Regions from separate parts of the Sus scrofa genome. Here region 2 is linked to region 1. A link is a contact called in public HiChIP or PLAC-seq data. All regions are on one chromosome and are shown on one strand. Each heading gives the region's core, a stretch centred on a gene start, on an enhancer-like site or on the middle of the called end of the contact. The rest is flanking DNA. Distances are from core to core; before and after follow the strand shown.

What was found. HiChIP or PLAC-seq counts read pairs in DNA pulled down with a chosen protein or histone mark.
Region 2: a contact with region 1 is called in an H3K27ac HiChIP or PLAC-seq map of skeletal muscle. The contact joins two enhancer-like sites. A contact is called at or near these places in 1 of 47 Hi-C or Micro-C datasets (embryonic fibroblasts) and 1 of 2 datasets of contacts at active chromatin or transcription factors (skeletal muscle).

What each region holds. Positions count from the first base shown.
Region 1 is chr10:65,958,868-65,965,670 of Sscrofa11.1, forward strand. No RefSeq gene overlaps it. Among named protein-coding and RNA genes, the nearest start is that of AKR1E2, 270 kb to the left of the region's middle. Within about 2 kb of position 2,759, at least 6 of the 83 cell types and tissues checked have an H3K27ac peak or open chromatin away from gene starts, as enhancers often do. A contact at or near this core is called in skeletal muscle, where this site is marked.
Region 2 is chr10:66,280,377-66,287,179 of Sscrofa11.1, forward strand. It overlaps LOC110255728 (a long non-coding RNA gene), which reads left to right and starts at 760. Exons shown (of 3, transcript XR_002336439.1): 1 at 760-842; 2 at 1,603-1,657. Within about 2 kb of position 4,230, at least 24 of the 83 cell types and tissues checked have an H3K27ac peak or open chromatin away from gene starts, as enhancers often do. A contact at or near this core is called in skeletal muscle, where this site is marked.

The DNA of each region.
Region 1 (6,803 bases), core at 1,509-4,008:
GACCTTCAGAAGACTTTGCAAGAGTTAATGTTTATTTCACACGCATCATGCATCCCACACTGTGACTTTTGAGCATGACTTGACATTCACAAAACAACACTGGGAGGTCAGCACTCTTACTGTTGCCACGTTAGAGGCAGAGACGCCGTACAACCTGCCCACGTTCTCCAGGTGGATTCTTTTAGGAGCCTGGGCTGGGTCCTGAGCCGGTTAAAAGGCTGCAAGGCGCTCTCACCGCCCACGGGTCGGAGGTCAGCTGGGCCATCCTCCAGCTCCTCCTGCCTCTGACCACAGAAAGCGCAGTGCACAGCCAGCGACCTCTGGGGCTTGTCCCAGCTCACTCCCCAATCCGTCTTTTTCCATATACTTCTTTTTATTTCGTTTTCCTGCTGATCTGGAACCTACTCAGCTATCTGGAATTGTCTTGAAATGCACTCATGGCCTTGACTAATTTGACTATTGACAACCTTGTTTTAAAATTATCCCCATCTGGAGTTCCCCTTGGGGCTCAGTGGTTAACGAACCTGACTAGCATCCATGAAGACACGGGTTCGATCCCTGGCCTAGCTCAGTGGGTTAAGGCTCTGGTATTGCCATGAGCTGTGGTGTAGGTCACAGATGTGGCTCGAATCCCACGTTGCTGTGGCTCTGGTGCAGGCTGGCGGCTGTATCTCTGATTCGACCCCTAGCTTGGGGACCTCCTTATACTGCTGGTGTGGTCCTAAAAAACAAAAAGACAAAAAAAGAAAAATTAAAAAAAATAAAAATAAATAAAAATCCCCTAGCTAATCATGATGTACAATAGCAAAGCAAAAAAAAAAAAAAAAAAAGAAAGAAATAAAATTATCCCCATCTGAGGTTATTAGAATATATCTGAAATAAAATTAGGGCCATATGAAAATGGAATATAGAGCCCACACTAATATAATCACAGAAATGAAAGGTTAACGAGAGTCCTCTGAGCTTCAGAAAGTTTTATCTTTGGATATGGATATGGTAACAAGCTACTATTTTATCTTCACTTTGGACTTAATATGAAAAGATACCTTTATCCTGGAAGAGAAATCACACGAGCTGTACACGGGAAGGACACTGGGCTGGTGCGCGGGAAGCCCAGAGCTTTGCCAGAACTTCAGTAAGAGAAATGCCTTCCACGGGGAATTGGCCCACGGCAGTCCTTGCTTTGAATACCCAGCTCAAAATGCAAGGCGTAAGGTCAAAGGATCAGGATGGATGATCCTGTGATTTTATGAACCAGAGGTTCTATAAATCTATTTCAATCTCTAAAGGTGCTATATTCTGACACTTTTTTTTTTTTGCATTTCTTATTTAAATGCTTTTTTAGCCTAAAAATAGTTTGACACGTCCAGGAATCCACTATTGCTTCTTAATACTGTATTAAAGTTAAAAAATAGCCTAACAAATCTAATGTACTGAGATAGTTGCTCAAGTTAAAAGCGGAAGATCTGTACCTGAGAATAAACATAGAGGACTGATCTTAGTAGAAATAGGCAGCAATATTTTAAAGAGAAGCTCTTTTTTTCTGAATCCTTTTGTTACCTTATTTTCCCCTTACCTCCTCACTTCGCTGAGTATAAAACAAAGAAAGGAAATTGGCAGCAGATTCAGTAGGATTTCAGAGCCCCAGAGGACAGAGGAAACAGGTGCTGATGCTGCAGCTGTATCCATTTGTGATGGTGCACGCCCAAGGAGATGCATGTACCTTTTCGGCGTAGAAACAGCCGTCACAGAACTATCACAGAGGTATGAGTGCCGATGCCAGACCTGCTTAGGTGCAGTTGCATTCGACCCCTCTGCTCTCTCTCTGCAAAGGTCTGGGAAGAATCACTTTCTAACACAGGGGAGGAGAGCTGTTCCTATAAACAGTGTAAATATGTTTTCTAGTTGAGAGCCTGGTGTGCCCTTCGAAATCATCCCTCATAATTGAGCAAGATGTCCTCGTACAAAGCGCTTTTAGAAATAATGCCAGACGTATTTCACGAGGGGTAGCGGAGCTCTGAAATGAATTACAGAGACTGTTAGGAGAGTGCCTGAAAACTGAGAACTCAGATCTCTAGCTCTGCTTGTCAGATCCAAACCACTTCCGACATCCGACATTTATTATTTTCCGAGTCTCCCGCTGCATGGCCATCTTTCTTCCTTATCCCCAAATATACCTAAACTTAAAACTATAGACATGTAACTGTATGTAAATATGCATATACACAAAGGTTCGATCCAGACTTTGAGATGTTGCTTTCTGCTGGATGGAGAGGATTGGAAAGACAAAATTGACGATGCTCCATGGTATGAATTTCTGCGTCACCAAGTCTAACATTTGGTCTCTTGCAGATTTTTGAGGTGGTATTATAGATACATACAAATAATCACTGAAATTCAGTTTGGCTTTGACGACGTGTCCAATCGGAGATGTTCTGTCCCCATAGAAATCCACTTTTAAGACAGAGATTTTACTACGCTCTTAAGTAGATGTTTTACTTAATCAGACGGGTTTGGATAATTATTAACATTGTTTTTCATCACAATTTTAACGAGCAATTGCTGGATGATTTGCCAAGCCCCCTCCGCCAGTCTCTGACTGAGGGCTGACCCATCTGCAGCCCACGTGGTCACATGGGTGACTCCCAGTCCTTGCATTGGCCTTGTATTTTGGCTGCAATCAGCTACTTAGACTAGGCTAGTCACAGCTCATTCCAAGGACTTTGCAGCTGGGAGTAAGAGACCTGTGCTATTTCCTTCCCACAGGCTGGATCCTTACCACGTTGGAAACTTTTGGCAGCCTTGACTTCTACCATGTGGAAGAGTGAGGCAGAGGAAGCAGCTGCAAAGAGAAAAGAGCGAAGCAGACGTACAGAGGATGTTTCGCCAAGACCTTCCTTCCAGATGGGCCTCAGAAATAACTCAGAGCATCTGCTCTTCAGGTTTCCTTTTTTTCATCTCCTAGGGTTTCATGCTGCAAATAAATACACGTTGTAAAAAACCTTGTAAGTAAAATGCCAAAAGGTTCTGTGCATAAAGAAGTATAGACTCACGAGTACAAGTGACCATTAGAAACAATCAGTAAATAATGCCTCGTCTGAAGTTATTCTCAAAAAACTCACATACATCATAATGAATGGCACAAAAACACATGTTCAGGAAAGCAAATTTATAAGCGACTAAAACATCTGAATGGCTTCAAAGGGATTCCAAATATGACATAAATACACTAACATGAGAGGGGAAGCTGGAAATGGCTCCAGGAATTTATTCTCTCAAAGCGCTAATAGCTTTAGAAAATTGAGTAACACATCCGCTAATGGGCTAAGCAATGTCTTTATCAAACAATTTTTCCTGGCTCATACTGGCTGTGAATTAGTATTCGGTGGTACGTAGGAAAGCGTGTATTTTTCATGAAAGATTTTATCATACTTCCCCCAAGCTATGGAACATTGCATGCTAAACCATAAGCCGAATCACCTATTTTAAGCATCATACTTATTTCTATTATCTACGACAGGCTATAGCGTTCCTCTGATGTTCACAACCCCTCTAAATGTATTCACATTCTTTTTGGTATCTCTCTCCCAAGGTTCATCCAAGCTTTGCATATGAAAGCTTTCCCACCAATGTTCTTGAGGAACAAGAATTACAGAGATATTATATCAAGACTTCTGTTAAATAACTTCTAACAGAATGGTCAATCCTTTTTAATCATCATTCAGCAAGTAACAAATACCTCATAAATGTCTTTCCTGTATCATACAGCTCTGACCTAGTGCCTCTCCGGACTTCATAAAATGCAAAGTCAAAAGAAAGAGATGTCATAATATCACTTTGGGTTAGTTGCCTGGGAATGACATAAACCACCTTCTCTTTTTGAATTAAAAATTTTGATAAGCAATAATTTCCACTGGTTTTGCATATCTTTTTGTTGTCTGTCCAACGAAATAACTCTAGATTATTTGTAATTTAGAAATAATTTTATTCCTTTTCTTTCTTTCTTTTTTTTTTTTTTGCTTTTTAGGGCCACACTTGTGGCATATGGAAGTTCCCAGGCTAGGGCTCAAATCAGAGCTGCAGCTGCCAGCCTAAACCACGGCCCCAGCAATTCCAGATCTGAGCCACATCTGTGACCTATACCACAGCTCACAGCAACCTACACCATAGCTCACACCAGATCCTTAACCCATTGAATGAGGCCAGGAATAAAACCCGCATCCTCTTGGGTACTAGCTGGGTTTGTTACTGTTGAGCCACAAGGGGAACTCCTAGAAATAATTTCAAATGAAAAGGTATTTGCAGGACTCAAAGAATCTTTTTTTTCCTCCTGAACCACAGTGTCTCATCCAGCTTAAACGCTTTAGTGCATATTTCTTATAAACAAGAACATTCTCCTTCACAACCAATATACATCAAAATCAGGAAATTAACATTACACGTTATCATCATCTAACCTAGAGGCCCATTCAAGTTTTGCCAACTGTTCCCATAATTTCCCCCGGGAATCTAGAAGAGCCAACTCAGATGACATCCTGCATTAAATTGCCCGATCTCTCTAGTCTCCTTCAGTCTGAAATAGCTCTCAGACTTTCCTTGTCTTTCATGACCTTGAAACTTTGGAAGATTCCAGGACAGTTGTTTTCACAGATCTCCATGAAATTCAAGACTCTGATGGAAACAAGAAAGCAAGTTACCTCTTCCATGACTGCTTTCCTTTTTCTTCCTCCAGCTTCCAAAACAAACAAACACATACATATATATGTACAATAATTTTAGATAAAAACATTGAAATTTTATCTCAATTGTCTAACAAAACAGGAAGAAAACTCACAGGTAGGTGTAGAATTAAAAGACACATTTGTACAATGGCGCTCTGGAATTGAAGACGCTTACAGAAATCACGTCAGCCCTAAAATCTGTCAGGACAGGAATATTCACCGGATCTCCCTGTGGCCAAAGAACCTCGGGTCTTGACATTCCCCTCATTGTCAAAACTGACATGAATCTAAAAACAATGAGACATGATCTGTTTCACTTACCACCCCAAATTCCTATTCTCCTCCTCTTCAAAATTGTCAGGAGACTCACAACTGCCTAAACGGCCATGGGAAGAAAAATCTGTTGTTAATTTCATTGGTTCCAGCTTCTCTACTCAGCAGGATGTATGGATCGTGCGTCCAAGTTTTAAAAGGATGTTGTCATCTTATGGCTGTGGTAAATGCTGCCATGTTTAACTGGGTGGTTTTACAAAGTATTAATGGTATAAATGAATCACATTTTGAATACCTGGAAATAACATGGGATTTTTCTGCACGTTGAAAAAAAGAAAAATCTCTTTCGAAGACAAGGATGGTTGGGAAAGATCTGATGTTGGGAATTTGCTTTAAGATACTGAGTAACTCAAACCCACTAGGATAGTTATTACATGAAAACAAACCAACCAGACAAGAAACGTTAGTGAGGATGTGGCGAAGCTGGAATCCTTGCGTTACTGGCCGGAATGTTTACATGGTGCAGCCACTGTATAAACAATACGGTAATTCCTAAAAATTAAAACAGAATTGCTCTGTGATCCCATAATCCCACATCCCATGGGCAATGGGTTCCAGTTCCCCTTGCCCACATCTCTGGCAGCATTTGAGGTTTGTCTGTATTTTGGACGTTGGTCCTTCTATTGGTTAACGCAGCATTATCTCCTTGTCGTTTTCATTTCCAGTTCCCTGATGACGTACGATGTGGAGCATTTTTTTCAGGAGCTTATTTGCCACCTGTATATCTTCTTCACTGAGGTGACTGTTTAGGTCTTTCTTTTTTTTTTGACCTATCTTTTTTTTTTTACCGTTGACTTTTTAAGAGTTATTTTTATATTTCTGATAAGAGGACTTTATCAGATGTATCTTTTGCAAATATTTTCTCCCAGTTTGTAGCTTATCTTCTTACTAATTTTTTTGAGTTAATTTTTTAGCAAACAGATTTTATGTATTCTACCAACTCAATACTCAAAAAGGGCCATGAGCAGCAAAATTAAATCAGTCTTAAGGCTCTGATGATTTCTTATAAGTAGGTGGTTTTGCTTCCCCCGAAACATGAGCTAAAGGTCGAAGTGCATTTCTAAATTTTTATTTTACTCTACATTTGTGTGGTTCACCTAAAACTTGTAAGCAGAGGGTCCCAGGAGACTCACTGATAGACAATGCATTGATTTGCATTCGCCCCTCCCAGGTCACTTGAATGTGACCTGGGGCCTCCAGTCCCCACTTACCTTCTATTTAGCCAAGAGACAGGAGCAGAATGAGCTTCCCATTGCCTTTATTTTAAACTGGAGACTAGATTGGCGAAGTGGTCGCTTCTTTTGAATCACGTGGGTAACGGCTGTGGATTAAGGAGAATTTTCAGTTGAATATTTTACTTTGCTTTCAATGCACTAACCACAGGAAAGGGAAGAAAAAGTATTCAGTCGTTTCAGTCTAAATGGAACTTCAGGGATTCCTAACTACACCCATGGGTCTGTCTAAATATAGCAATAATAATTACTTAGTCATCTAACCAGTCGATTCAGTTACACGAGGTGCTTAACGGTTTTGTTCTTCTCCTGATAGGATCGGGTAATTGCCTGTATCACTTCCATTCATCGTAGTAGCACAACGTGACCTTCCCTGGAGGAGTTGATAAACCGGCATGTGCTGTTATTTTCTCTTTTGTTTGTTCAGTTTCGCTCTGGGAGTGATGCCGATTTGCATGGTTTGTAGTTTACCAGAGAACCCAACGGTGAATTGCAGCGTTTCCATTTTCTAACCTGT
Region 2 (6,803 bases), core at 2,980-5,479, 320 kb after region 1:
CCTGGTGGACCCCTTGATAAGCTCGAGCAGGTGGCCCCAGGCCTGCGGGAGCCTAAGGTTGATGATGTCACCCCGTGACAGGCCTGCTGATCAGAGAGCTGAGCACGCGCTGATCACGCACCCCGGGGCCGCCCCGCCTCACCCGGCCTTTGCCAGAGCTTTGCTGAACCCCCTGGGGAGGGGGCTTTTTGAGAGGGAGTCGTCCCGGCTCCGAGGGTGGCGGGGGCCGTGCAACCAACATGGCCCTTTCCTGCGCCGCAGCCCGGTCGGGAGAGCGGCTTCACTGCAAGTGGAAGCGCCGACTCAAGCCTGGTTCCCCCGAGGATGCCAGGGCTGCCGGGCCGGGGCCCACGCCAGCGGGAGGGCCTTCAACTCCAGTTCTCTGCCCCGCGCCTTCAGGCATGTCCGCTGTTACCCCGAATCTGAGAACGTTCTTTCATGTGTAAACCAGAGCTTTAGCCTGAGACTCGTTCGCACGCCGCAGTTTCCATCAAGGCCTTTTTTCTTTTTCTTTTTTTTCTGTTCAAGCCACTTTCTCTCCCTGATTAAAATGTGATCTTATCTGATGAGAACTGACCCAGGATCGAATTAATTCTCCAAAGGAACGGGTGCCAGTGGTCAGCCTTCTGAAACACAGGCGTTCCAGGCTCGGGGGCAGGAAGGGGACAGGGCTGTGGGGTGGGTGGGTCTGAAGGCAGTTTTGGAGACGTGTCTGCTCTGGCCTTAAAACCAGCCATGTAATCTAGCCTGGGTTGGACGCAGCAAAAGTGGAAACGCCTGCATATTTTGAAGGAATTCCAAGCAGACAGGACCTAGGGTTGGCCATGGACAAGGAGACAAAGGTAAGTTTAGGGATTAATTTACCAAGAAGGGCTCGGGGAGAAGAGGAAATTGGCGGCGGGGGGGGCATTCACAGCTGGTGGATTATTAGAGATTCAGGGTGAGAAGGATTCAGCAGTTGGATGAAGACTGAAGCTATTGAAAGGGACAAGAAAAATAAAACAAAGTGGCTGAAGTGACCCAGAGAACTGGGAGTTCAGTTTTTTGGGGGTTTTTTAGGGCCCCACCCTCAGCATATGAAAGTTTCCAGGCAAGAGGTCGAAGCAGAGATATGGCTGCTGGCCTACACCACAGCCATGACAATGCAGGATCTGAGCTGTGTCTGTGACCTACAGCACAGCTCATGGCAACAGCGGATCCTTAACCCACTGAGCGAGGTCAGGGATCGAACTCGCATCCTCATGGAAACTAGTCAGATGTGTTTCCGCTGTGCCATGATGGGAACTCCTGGGAGTTCAGTTAGACTGTGATACATCCAGCCCTCCCCGGGGTCAAAGGAATAGCAATCTTCGTATTAAATAACAGATTTCAGGGTTCTTGGAATGATAGGAACTTTGCTTTGTGGGAAAACAGCACAGTTCAAAAGCCTTTGAAGAATAGACACACAGTTTTCAGAATACTTTTGGAAAGAAATTACAGCAAAATGGCTCAATGACCAGGGAGAGACATTTCTGGTATTTGTCGTCATGAGCGGAAGGGCTGTTTGCAGAGAAAGAGTCAACTTATCTCCCTTGAAATCATGACTCGCCTGTCTCTCCCCAGACTCCTGTTCAGAAGCACAAGAGCATCTGAAGCTGCAGCTGCATCACTTTCTCAGGTGAGAGCAGAGCCTGCTGCCAGCCACGGGCGCCCCAAGGAAGGAACCTGTCCTCTGGATGCCCCCCTGCCCGACCCTCCCCCCGCCAACTCCATCATGTTCCCCCCTCACCCCAGAAGAGTAGGGGGCCATCCAGACTTAGCGGGCCTTGGGGCAAGCTGGCTTACACGAGCACAGGTGAATGTTCTGGAATGACTTCACCAGCCCTTCCAGATCCCAGGACTGGCCATCTGCCTGGATGCTCAGGCTTCACTGTGGAGTTAGAAGTCCTGGTCCTTGGACCAGCTGGTTTGCCCCATCTTGGTTGGGGGGAGGATGCGCTTGGGGTGGGGAGTGGCCTCCAGCTCCTGGGCTGGGCCCCCGTGTGAGGGCAGCAGGGCGTCTGTGTGAACGCCTGCTGTATCGAATATCTGTGCCGGCGTGCACACGGCACAGAATCCTCTCCGCATAGCAGGACCTCCTTCTGTCCCTAACCAAAACCGCCCCACCACCGTTCTCGACTCAGCTTAAATGTCACCTTCAAGAGTGTGCTCGGGTCACTCAGATCAAAGTTGGACGTTGGAATAAACGGGCTCATTGCTCCTGTCCTCTTTCTTCGCAGAGTTTACCACACTTTCCAGTAACACAGGTTTTTACTTGTTGAACGCCTGTCCGCCACCAGTCCCTAAACTCCCCGAGGACACAACCGGATCTGTTCTTATTGTCACATCCGTAACCCTTATCACAGCAAATGACACCTAGAGGCCAGGTAGCAAATACTTGTTGGCAGAATTCGTGAGGGTTGAGTGAATGAGCAATCGTGATGATTCGGTACAGCCTAGAAAATTCCATCGTGGTTATTGCTGTTATAAGGCCTACCATCGCTGTCCTAATCTGGGTTAGCGTCAGGGATCACTGACAAGTGATACGCTCCGAGCTGGCCGGCCAACAGCACCTCTTCTTACGTATCGGTGATGCTTCTCTACCAAAGGCATCGGTTCTTCCTGTGCCAAGTTCATTTCTAGTTTGCACACGACAGTTTTCTAGCGGGATCAGGGACACATTTTGTATTCCGCTAGGTTTCAGCTAAGAATATTTTCCATCTCCAGTCAGTTTGATTTTCCCAGCTCCGCTGGATGCTAAGAACCATGTTTAAGATGAGTCTCCGCGTTAATCATAAATATGCATCAGCTTCCAACCCTGTGCCAGCGCACGCGCCCAGCCCCTCCGGCTCGCCACCCCGGAGCCCTGCAGCCCTTCCCAACCCCTCTCCCCTCCTTTCAACTGCCCCTCGGCAACACAGACACACACACACACACACACACACACACACACGGTCTGTCCTTTCCACTGGTCAGCCCCACGGGACACAAGCAATGCAAAATCGTGGGGAGGGGGAAAGTGGTCAATGAGTGCACAGAAACAAACAGAAATCGGAAACTCCACGAGCTAAAGAGACCCCCCGGCTGGCATCTGGAGACTAACGCAGACTCTCAGGGGTCGCTCAGGCTTGCAGTTGGGGATGAAGGTGGAAACCAGGATGTTTCTTTCTCCTCTTCCCAAATCACAAGGACTCTGCTCACTCCGGGCGGACTCGGGTTGGTCGGGAGAGTGGAACCCGGGGCTGGTGGTCAGGCTGGTTGGGAGCTGATCGGAGCAGGACCACAGGACGAAGGCTGGGCACCCTCGGGCAGGCTGCAGGCGGCGTCTGGGAGATGCTCCCCCGAGATGTTCCCGCCGATGTGCTATGCTGTGCTGTGATGATTCCACCTCCCTTCCCATCCGTGGCAGCTGGCCTTGCTTTAAACTGTGGTTCCCAGCCTTGGCTTCCCTTTGGAATCCTCTGGGGAGATCTGGAAGCTTCCAGAAGGACAAATCTAGGAGGCACCCAGACCAATTAAATCAGGGTCTTCTTGGACCCCGAGATGAGTAGATGCAGGCATGGCTGACGCCCCCTGGAAAGGGTCCAACGAGAAGCAGGATGAAAGAGGCAACGCTCCAAACCAGAACCACCCAGAACACCACTGTTTGAAGGGCTTTGTTCTAGGGGAAAAGGGCACACATTCGATCCCACTCTCCTCCTCTCAGAAGACACTCTGCTTTATGGAAGTGAATGTAGCGTCAGTTATGGAACTCCGCACAGAAATGTTCGGTTTTCCTGCTTGGGTTTACAGCATCTCTTATTCCTCCAGCTATAATTTTATATGAGGCCTTGCTGGCATTTGCAGAGTAAAACATTACATGTAGTTTCCAGTGCAAAAGGTGTAGAAAGTTTTGCAAAACTCTGGAAGGGGAGAGAGCAAAAGGTTTATCTTCGGGTCATCACATTTTTATTTGATTTTTTTCCTCCTTTATACCGGTTGCTGTTACTTTAAAAGTCTTCTGGCATTTAACTGGCAATAAACAGGGCAAAACAAACTGTTCCTTCTTTTAGATTGTGCAATTTTTTATGGCTCTGTTTTAGAGTCACCAAATATGCCTTTTAGAAAAAAAATGCTTGTTTAACCACCTTCTGTTTGTATAGCAGTAGGGCTATTCGCCGACAAACCTCAGGGGTGAGGCAGTGTTTTCGGTGGAACTCAAGTTTCTCAAAGGTACTTAGAAACAACCTGACGTTAAGTGGCAGTGATGCTACGAGTCCCTCAGGCAGGAGAGTGCATGTCGCTGAACCAAGGATGGGCTGAGCTCATTTTGAGCCCAGTTGTCATGCCCAGATGTTTAAAGCAAGTGGGGTAGTCAGCAGGATCACAGCTGGAACCGAAGGAATCAGTGTGGGATAATCTGCTGACACGACAGTCTGGAAGCCAGTGGCCAGAGTGAATGTTTCCACGATACATCAGCGAGCACATTTGTGACCCCAGAGGCAGTGCCGGCAGGGAGGGTGAGTTCTATCTTGGCCGACACGGTGCCGTGCTTCAGGTTTTCCCATCTTTGATACATTTCCACATCGACCTAAAAACTTTAGGGTCCTGAGTTAGCAGCAAGGGGGGGAGTTGCACTGCAACCCAGTCTTCAGGCAGGAAAAGGAAAAAAAAAAAAGTAGGATTTCAGAGCAGCAAGTACTTTAACATTTAAAGACAAAATGTGAAGAATTTGGAGAATTCGTATGCTTCTCCAGACACATACATTTTGTTTTTTTGCAATAGGTTTTGCTGCCTCCAAGGCAAGTAGAGCAATAACCTCTGCCATCAAATAGCTTTTTGTTTGTTTTTCATCATTGCCTTTATTTATTTATTTACTTTGGTGTGGTCATAGCAGCAACCTAAAATGAAAAGGCAATTATTGCCTGCTTAGAACGAGATTCCAACCCCAGAAACCCTCCTTCCAGAGTTTGTGTCTCCTGTGTGTTATTACACAACACGATTAGAATTCTTCTTCTCTAACGTTGCTGTATCTCGCTGCCACCTTCATCCGAACATCATCATCATCTGAATAGTATTTAATTTTATGGCACATTTCCTTCCGACTGGATCCTTTGCTAAGTACATTATCCGTGCTGTTTATTTAGTACAGCATTAGGAAGCCTGTATGGTGTTATTGTACCGTTTTGCCATCAAGAATTGTAGACAGCTTAAGTAACAGCCAAATACTGCACAGCTAGAAAGCAGAGCCCACCTCTCCTGTTTTAAAAATCCCCTAATATAATGTGAAAACCTGTCAATTTCTCCCTGTAGCTTTGGCAGTGTTTTCTCTCACGACTTTGTTGTTGGATGTATACCTAAGTTTAGTTATAATTTCCTTGGGAAAGGGAAGCATTTCAGATACACAACAATTACTGTCTATCTTTAGGATGCTTTTCTGCCTCTGAGCTTCTTCTGTCCGGTGAGATAGTATTACTCTAGCTTTCTTTTATTAAATATCCCGTCTGGAGGGTGCGTTTGTGTGTGCATTTAAAGTAAATGCAAAAAACCAGAATACACGCATATACACACATATGTATGTATGTACACATATATGTATCTAGCAGTATATAGATACATGTGTATATATAAACGTTTATATATATGTATATATATAAATGTTTATATATACGTATATATATCCATTGCAAAGATTTTAGTGCCCAAGTTTTCTAAATTCTCATAATTTCGATGTGTCTCTTGTAAATGGCGGTGAACTCAGAGTGTCTACACCAGCTGAAATACGTACATTTGAATTAGGAAGTCGGGCCCGCTGGTGTTGCTTGATGCCCTGGAGAGGGCTAACTGGTGCGCTCAGCATCCTTGTCCACTGCTTCCCTGACTCGTGGTGCCTCTCATCCTCTCACGGAGCTGAGGGAGACGGAGCCCAGGGGACAGGATGCGAGCCGAGGAGCACGGGCGACTCCAGGGAGCGGGGCCGAGGCCTCAGGAAGAGGCCACGGTCTCCCCTGCCGCCCCCTTTTCCTGCCGACTCCCAAATCCTGATAGATCCACGGGCACCTGGGAGCCGGAGGAGAGGAGGACAGAGCCGCGTCGGCCCTGCCCAGGCCCCCAGGGCCGTGAGGACAGAGAGGCGGACCCCACATCTTCGGGGGAGAGGCTCTGCCAGGACGTCACTTCCCTCTCATCTTGTGCTGTTGTGTTTTTCCCACTCAAACCACACTTCTTTCTTCACTTTTCCTCTTTCTTGAATTCTTTCGAATCTGTTGAGGTTTTATTCTCACACCATTTCAAAATTACCACGTTTAATGTGTAAGCCCTATTTCTGTCATTTTGATGTTCTTATATGGTTTTCATAAGGAAATGGAAGTGTAGTCAGTGTCTTTTCCCTCTTCTAGTACAAGACCAAGGTTTGGGAACAATGTCTGTCTGTAACCTTTTGGTCCAGTATTTTAAGTTAAACTTTTAAAATGCTAGAAATCAAAAGTTTCCTTCGTTTAGGTTCAGTTTGTGACAAGTGCTTTGCTTTTGTCTTTTACACTCATCATTGAAAAATAATTTTACTGAGGATACAACTGGCTTGATTGTTGTTATTTTTTTCTGCAAATATGAAATAACTTTAATCTGTTTCAGCTTTCCATCTTTGCGGCTGGTTAATAACACTAGTCTGACTGTCATTCCTCTGAAGGGAACCTGGCTTTGCTTGGTGAGAGGTTTCAGGAACTTCTCTTTGTTTGAAATTTCCTTATTTATTTTATTTTTATTTTTTGCTTTGAAGAGCCACGCCCGTGGCACATGGAAATTCC